Linked DNA regions of Mus musculus: region 2 is linked to region 1. The links are chromatin contacts, called in public ChIA-PET maps. All regions are on one chromosome and are shown on one strand. The core of a region is the stretch at or near the end of the contact, and the rest is flanking DNA. Distances in the headings are between cores, read along the strand shown. Region 1 holds the start of Tagap (T cell activation Rho GTPase activating protein). Region 2 holds the start of Rnaset2a (ribonuclease T2A).

What was found. ChIA-PET counts read pairs in DNA pulled down with a chosen protein or histone mark.
Region 2: an RNA polymerase II ChIA-PET map of memory CD8 T cells shows a contact between it and region 1, with 13 read pairs. The contact joins the promoter of Rnaset2a here to the promoter of Tagap in region 1. A contact is called at or near these places in 2 of 115 datasets of contacts at active chromatin or transcription factors (memory CD8 T cells and microglia).

The regions. Positions count from the first base shown.
Region 1 is chr17:7,924,198-7,928,492 of GRCm38.p6, forward strand. It overlaps Tagap (T cell activation Rho GTPase activating protein), which reads left to right and starts at 1,803. Exons shown (of 10, transcript NM_145968.2): 1 at 1,803-1,911; 2 at 2,659-2,739; 3 at 2,829-2,882; 4 at 3,170-3,236. The coding sequence starts at 2,713. The region is part of intron 4 of Gm1604a (predicted gene 1604A); the gene reads right to left.
Region 2 is chr17:8,145,648-8,149,942 of GRCm38.p6, forward strand. It overlaps Rnaset2a (ribonuclease T2A), which reads right to left and starts at 2,140. Exons shown (of 9, transcript NM_001083938.3): 1 at 1,947-2,140. The coding sequence starts at 2,047.

The sequences.
Region 1 (4,295 bases), core at 553-3,052:
TTGCTGTAGCTGTTTCTGTGGGTCACCACATCATTGACGGTACGAAATGCGTTTTATTTATTACTAACAAAAGTGATAATAATTCTGAAGTTTCAGGACTGTGCCCTAAATCTGCGTCTCTGCTAGCTAAGTGTCCCTCATGCGGGCCCCTGACCTGACAAAGCGGGTATAGACAAATGAACCACTTGAAGTTACCCTGAGGGAAAGCATAGACTGCTTTGGCGCTCGGGATTAGAAGGCCCAGCTGAGTGACTTGAGCAGCTATGGCCAGAGGAGCTCTAGTTGTCTGGCCTGTGACACAGGAAGGCCCACTTCAGCTAAGAGTGCTGATAACTATGTGCAGTGAGGCTCTTGAAATACAAGTATGTGGCATATATAAAGGTGTTAGGTATGACTTAGCGGGCTCACATTTTAACCTCGGTATTCAGAGTTCATGGTAACGCCAAGAATGAGGGCTGGTGTCCCCAAGGCCAGTGTTTACACCGAGGCACGGGAACCTTCCATCTCAAGAAAAGTTTGAGCTGTTTTTTTGGGGGATGCTGCAGATGCTCAGGCTAAGAGTTCTATAACTCAGAAGACGGCTCAGAATTAAGATGAAAAACCTTGTAAAGTGGGCTCCATTTTCACATCATCGAGAGAGCCTTCTGTCTGGTGAGGAGAGAAGGCTTTCTCCAAAGTAGCAGTGTCCTTGACATTAGAGAAGCCCAACACCAATCCTGGATTGGGGTGCAGCTCAGAGGCAGAGTGTGTTCTGAGGGGCAGGTTTTAATCTCCAGCTCCAAAAACATAACGTCTTAGACAATTCTGTGGAATACTACAGAGCCAAACATCAAATTATCCGTGGAATGTTCAAAGCCATAGCTCTGAGGTGGGATGCCAATACACACACACACACACGCACACGCACACGCACATGTACACACACACACACACACACACACACACACACGACCTGATTTGATCTCGAAGGAAGAAGAGGAGGTGACACAACAGAAGATGCCAGATTGGAGGGCAGTTTTACATGCAATATAATTTGCAGCATCTGCATTTCAAACCGTTGTGTTCTTCTAGATTTTCCAAAGATGCTACCATGTTGACAAACATGTGACGCTTTTTGTTCCCTTTACAAAGTTGTTGATCCTAAAATGAACACATCTGTACCCATCTGACTGACTCCGTACTTCACAATAAACTTAGGGCAGTGGTTCTCTACATGAGAAATAAATGAATTTCTCAATGGGCAATTCCCCTAGTTCCAAAGAAACTGGTGTAGCTTTCGAGGGTAATTTTCAAAGAGGGGAAGTCATCCCTCCATCTCCGTCCTGGTTTTATAGCAACACCCTGCACCTAGATGTGCCAATTGATATCTAGTCCTGGATGGAGAGGATGGTGGGTGACCGGGAACAGCACCCAAACAGGACACCCAGAGCAGGGAGGGGCCAGCAGGAACAACTAGAAAGGAAAGTGATGTTTACACACAGAATAATAAAATTTCTCATCCTGCACACACCACCTTTGACATCAACCAGAGCCACTGCCTATGTTCAATATGTCATGGTTTCCACTCCTAGTAGTTTGTAGACATTTTTACTTTGAAATGGGGGGGGTGGGAATTAGGGGGGTTAGGCTTGGAAAGAACCGGCGCTGCCCTAAAAGGAATGAGGAAGTGAGAGCAGAGCAGTCTCTGGCTGGCTTTGGCTGTGTAACAACCCATGATGTTCCTTCCGGCCCCAGTAATATTCTGAGTTTCCACCTGCCCGCCCCCGCCACATATAACACTCAGCACACGAGGCTGAGGGCCCAGTGCCTTGTCTCTGTGGGTGGACTCCTAGGGTCAGAGTGTCATGTTGTGTCTCCCGTTTTCCACAGTTCGCCAGAGGTAAAAAGAGCTCTGGCTGAAGACCGTTGCTGGTAAGTACTGTAGATTAACAGGACAAAACATAAACTGCCTTGTGGGTCGAGGGTCTTGGGTCCCTGAAGTGTCAGGGGCCAGTGCCACTAAAAACAGCTCTATTGAGAAACATGTGTCAGCCTTAGAAGGACTCTGAATGGAGAATGCTAGGGGCTGTGTGTCAGCTGCCAGCTTGGGGGCTTAGGGATTCTGTAAATGTTATCTTTTGTTTCTGTACACTGTATATATTGTCCTGGAGGTAAATTTCTGTCTTACTTGGGTTTCATGAGAGTGCAGAGCTTTTAATATAGTATGTGCGAGCACTCAGAAAAGCAAGTCTTGGTTGTTGTAATGTGTACTCAGGCTCTCCTGATGGGAACTTAGTAACTCGTAACAAAGTTTGGGAGTAGTAAAGGCGTGTGGCTTAAAGAATTTAGGATTAAGTTTCTCAGAGGCTGTTCTTAATCATAGGTGACATTTAGGAAGAAAGACTGATGTTATCTTGCTTCATGGAGTCGTAGGAATTTTTATTTCATTTGGATAGAATAAGACACAATGAAAACTTGGATGAGATTCTCAACGATGCTTCTTAGTGGGAGCCCAGTTTTAGGTGAACACTTTTCTATCCAGTAGCTTTAAGCTCTGGGTCCTTTTTTGTTTTGTTTTGTTTTGTTTTTTGTTTTTTCAAACTGACTTTGAAATTTGAATTTGACTGGACTAGTTATTCTATTTTCTAACTCTTTTCATTTATGATTTGTTGTACACAGGATCAAAGCCTCGAGGTAGTGGACCCCCCTCTTGGACTGTCAGTCTCCATTCCAATGAAGCTGATAAGCAGTCTCGATGGTGTACGTAAGTCCTTTGCACCTACTCATTCATCTTGTCCACAGACAGGGGCTGAAGGACCTTCGCTGATGTTCTTTTTCCTCTCTTTTAGTCAAAAACACTTAATGCTAACAACATGGAGACATTAATTGAATGTCAGTCAGAGGTAAGAAAGTAATGTTTTAAACTTTTTATTTGCACTGTAATTAGATAAAAGACATTCTTTTGTTACTCATTTGGGTTATTTAATTATTGGTGTGAGATGAATATCAGATTATAAACTAAACACGTCTATTGAGATCTTCCAAAATAATGTTGATCTGAGAAGATAAAATACAGAATCAATGCATTTGACTTAATTTTCAAGATGAATAAAAGGCCGTATGTGCATTTTATGGAGAAAGATGGGATGTCTTTGGGTGTCACTATTTTAACTGAAATGCATGTTTTCAGGGTGATATCAAAGTGCCTCCCCTGCTGACATCATGTGAGAGTGAAGACAGCATTTGCCAGCTAACTGGTGAGTTTGAAAACATACTGATCTCTCCTGTGCGCCTAACTAGTGCTCTGTTTGCCAAACCACAGGGCTTTTACTTTACTGAGATTTGGTTTTCTAAGTGTTCTGAGAGAGCGCAGAACATTAACCCTTGACTAAGACAGCCAGAGCTGTAGGAGGGGAGATTCTGTCCGTGGCCAGTGCCCAGGGACACACGGGGTTTCCAAGCGGGCTGCCAAGTCTTAGAACTTGTAAGCTTTGAGGATGGAAGCGTGCACACATTGGAGAAACACATTGCCCTGCCCACCGCTTGCTTCCTTCTCCAGTGGAGACCAAACCTAAGCGCCCGTGAGGCAATTGTTGCTGATCTACAACATCAAAGAATCAGGCATCCTTTCTTACCATCTTTCATAACACATTTCATTACGATATGCATCAGATCTGACCACCCCTCCCAAAGTATCAGGATGGGCCTCTCATTCTTATCTCTCTTCCTCTTGCTGGTACAAAATAGGTAAATGGTCGGGTACTTGGTAAAGTGCCAAGCCTTCGTGGCAACCTGCTTGGAGAACCAAGCTTCTGAAATAAGGCTGGGTCTGGGTGATAGCAGGATTCCCTGGGTGACATAGCGCCCTCTAGCGGTAGTATCTACGGGACTGGAGGTGAACAGCCAGCCCTACCCAGAATCTTCTAAAAGATCTTCGAAAGGAAGCAAAACACTTCCTCTCTGTAATTTTCACATTCAAAGAAATAAATTAAAATACTATCCATCAATCAGAAATACATTCTTTGTAGTCGTTACGAATACGTTAAAATGGGTGGTTTTGACCAGCACCATTGAAATTTCGCTACTTTTCTGTAGTTAAAAGCTGTGCGCATAAAAACAGGAAAGGTGGGGCCTTTGAGGAACACTGGTGTTGATGTTTAGGGACTCGCTACCCTGACAACAGTGTAGTGGTTTGGGGTTGATCTTTCTAGACCACGGTTCATGCCCTTGGCCTTCTCGAATTTTCAACAGTAGGTTGAAAACAGAAGGTTGGTTTTGAGGGCTCTTGTTTTTTGTTTTTTGGTTTTTACTTTTGT
Region 2 (4,295 bases), core at 890-3,389, 220 kb after region 1:
AAAATCCACCCATCCAATCAAGCACTCGTTCAACACTGGAGGGTCTATGGGACTAGAAAATACTGCCAGGAAGGAAGTCCCCACCTCGTGACATACACACCACAGAGGACAGAAACAAGCACTCTAAGAAACAACATGTATACCGTGGTGCATATCTGTAAGTGAGGGAGAATATAAACGCAATGAAGAAGACAGGTGGGTCAGGGGTAGAGCCAGGAAGGCCTACTGATGGAAAGTAATTGGACAATAAATTGCCTTTTTCACGGTGCTCAGATAGTTTATGAATACAGACTCATAATCCTTCAGTGGTCTTTATGAATTCCAACAGCTCTGAAAATTCACTGTATCCCTCTAACTCATGTAGCAACATGAAACATGACTTGAAATACCACAACAGTACTATCAATATCTCAGTCGGTGTTTACCTCACAGGGTGCTGCCTCAGAGACCACTGTGGAAATGTTGTTACCTAGAGCCTGGCCTGGGAATGGTCCCTGGCCATGTGTGTCATTCACAGCCTGGCCTGGGTAGGCAGCCTTCTTACATGTTGTCTGTGGTATGTGCTCTATGCCTTGTCGCATGCACACATACTGACTGCTTCCATCACAAGTCTGTGACGTGAAGCTCTCCCAATCCAGAGGCTTCGCAGAAGGACTGTGGAGCTGTAGTGTGTTGTCCCCTATGGCGCATATGTTGGAGGCAGAGTTAAAGCAACAGTGGGAGCTTTTAGATATGGGACCAACTGGGACCCATCAGGTCACTGGTGATATGCCATTGGACAGAATTACGCGTTTTCCTGGGATCCTGGTTAGACCTCCTGACAACTGCCATAAAATAACAGATTAGGAAAGCCTTCTCTACACCAGAGGTGGAGCGCACCGTGAGAACACAGCTGAAGAGAGTTAAAGCGCCAGCTGTCTCCAGTTCAGAAACTTACTTGTAAAGTTCCACACTGACCCTGGGAGTTTAAACCATTCCTAGAAAGGCCAAGACAACAAGCAGGCTTACAATAAAACTCAACCAATCTCTATCCGTAATTCAGACAAAAGGAAGACACAATTTTAATCCCAGAACTCGGGAGGCAGAGGCAGGTGGATTTCTGAGTTTGAGGCCAGCCTGGTCTACAGAATAAGTTCCAGGACAGCCAGGGGTACACAGAGAAACCCTGTCTCGAAAAAACAAGGGGGGGGGGGGAGACAGGAGAGAGAGGGAGAGAGAGAGAGAGGGAGAGGGAGAGGGAGATCAAAAGCTTCACCTACTCCAATGTTCAAGGAAAGAGTCACAGAGAAGCCAAAGACCCACCCAAAACACGGGATTCACCTGGCCTTAGGGCTTAAATCATGCTTAACCATTGCGTCAGCTGCATACATTAAGCTTGTTATAGGAGAACTGTGCACTACAGCCTTAGCTAACACTTACTGCTCCAAGTACTTTCTGTGTCCGCTGTTCTTCCTGGTATCAACTATGTTGAATGTGAGCAAGCCTGTGCCTTGGCTCCAAGATCACACTCCTGGACAGGGACTAGCCTTTGCACCACTACCCTCGCAACACACACACACACAAACACACACACACACACGCACACACCATGCCCCAGTGACTGTAAATAAATATGAAAGCAAGCAAATGCCACTGGTTTTCAGTTACTCTCTGGGAACAAAGTTCTTCTGGAGAGTTATGCCCCCACCATTTCCGCTCCAGTGGTGTAAGCACCAAAGCTTACTAATCGACTGTTACACAGAGGTGAGAAGAAACCATAAAATGTTTAGTAATTAATGAAGAAGAACTGGAGCAGAGACCACCAGAGGTATCTATCCCGTTGTTCCAGAGAGAACCAAGGAGCGCGCGACAACGCAGGGACCTCAGGGGGATAGCTAGAAAACTTTAACAGAGAAAGAAGGGCATCCTTCGTCTAGAAACCAGCCTCCAGCCCTGCCGGCGCTCACCTCCACAGTGGGCCCGCCCCGCACAGAGAGCACAGCGCCAGACCCCAGCCCAGCACGGAGATCCAGCCCGGGAGCGCGCCGCGAGCCTCCGCCGGCGCCATCGCACTGCCCCGGGCTCCGAAGGCTCCCAGCGGCCTTTGCGCACGCCGGCTCCGCAGCCGGACCGACCTCCACCGACTCCTCAGCGCAGGCTTCCTCCTGCCAGCGCCGCACCACAGGGTAACCCCTAAGCCACGCCCGCAGACACGCCCACAGCCGCGCGCGGACACGCCCCCATGCCCCAGCCCAGCAGTCCCCAGGCTCCAGTTCCGGCGGGCACGCCCCTCACACTGCGCCCTAGCCTAGAAGTCCCCACGCTCCAGGCACCGACGCCTCAGTTCCTGGCACCAAACTGACTTGACCCCATTGCTTGGCCTCCCGACGCCTTGGCCTTCCGAAGGGATCAGTCCCCCAACTGCTTCGGACCTGACAGACACGCTCTCACGCTCCGCCTCCAGACGCCCTAAGGCTCTGACCCACCTGACGGACACGCCCCCCACGCTGTAACGGCCCCCAATAAGGGGACTTGCTCCCACGCCCCGGCCCACCTCGACTCCACGCCCCGACCCACCTGACCCTCCTCATGCTCCCACACCCAGCCCATCTGACCCACCTCTTGTCCCCATGCCCAGCCCATCTGACCCCCCAAGACCATCTGACCGATCATGCCCAGGCCCACCTGAGGAACCTCACACCCCTCTCTCGCCCCTCACATCCCACACACCCTAGACCACTTACTAGATTTCAGCTCCTCTTGCTAAGCCAAACCCATGTCCCCTCCTCACGCAGTCCCTCCCTCCAGGCGCCTGAGACTCCCTTGCTTTCCAGCCTCCAGCACAGCTGGTCCACAATGAGGGGAACACAGGGGCCCCTGTGCAGTAGCACTTAGACCTGTGAAACTCTCCTCCAGGCCTGGACCTCGTGGGAATAACACCATGGTTCAAAGTAAGTAAAGATCTCATGGTCGAGATTACTATCTGCCATTCCCTCCAGCCTGAGTGAGGCCCATGCCACTTTGCCCCCGTTGCCACTGTAGGAGCCCAGCTGCGGACTGGATTGAGAGGGCTAACCATTTAAGTCTCCTTTGCCAGGAGTGTCCAATTCTACACCCCTAGGCAGCACACAGCCAAGTATAGCTATGATGTGACCCAACATAAAATCACAAACCAACCTAAAAACCAAGCAAACTACCCCAAATTCTACTTCAACCTCAGTCATGTCTACTTAAACACCCGAGAAGCCTGCTTTGCTCCTGCCAAAGAAAAGCCAAGCCTGGACTTTCTAAGGCCAGGTGTTATTAAGAAGGGCAATTGCAGGGGAATGGCTGAGAACTACCACATTCATGGGAGGGTGCTGTAGTGAATAGTTCACATGAGTCCACAGGCTCCGAACATATTGTTGGCGTGTAATTTTAGAGCTGTACCAAGGACCAGCCTCTTCTTAAAGAGGATGAGCCCCAGCCCTCAGCCAGGGAGAGAGCAGCTCAGCATGACTTGGGTTATGATTGTTCTGTTGCATGGATTGGAGATGGACTTGGTGAGGAGCAGAATTGACAGGGACGTCGGGACTTTTATTTAGGTAACATGGGGGAAAGACAGCTCTTGCAATAAGCCATTTCCCAGATCCGGAAGAGTAAGGGGTTTGGTTTTGTAATATTTGCCATCAGTTGGAAGGAGCCACCAGTTACTTCCTTTATCCTCAGCACAGGTCTCTCATCCCTTGAGAATTGCAATCCACCTACTGTTCTCATTTCCCTCAGCAAGGGACCTGATCAGAGCATGGGCTCCTGCTTCCCCCTTCACTGACACGGGTCCCTTCAAGACCCTGGGCTTAGTTTTGTGTTTATAGCTGTGTATTCCTGGGTGAGTTGTTGTTGTCTTTGAGATCGAGTCTCAGTTCGTAGTTTTGGCTGACCTGGAATTTACTATGTAGACCAGCCTGGTCTCACAGAGATCTGCCTGCCTCTGCTGGATTAAATGCAAGGCTCCAGCTTGTTCCTGTTTTTGTTTTTGTTTGTTTTTTTTTAAGAGCTTCCAGGTTGCGGAAGTGCTTAACCTCCCAACAGCTGGATGTGAACCTGGAACAAGTGTCCAGTAGAAGCCTAAGCAGCCCCATGCAGCCTGAGGAGAGGAGAAGCGTTTGTGATAAAGAAGAGAAAGGGAAAGAGGTGCTCTAGCTTTCGAGGAAGCCAGGCAGCAGGGAGGTGAAGCATTGAAGGGATTTTATTCCCTCTCATAACATAGTGTGAAGGGACAGATGGGGAGGTTTGAGGGATGGAATTTGCATGTGTATCTGTGGGACCTTGGCAGG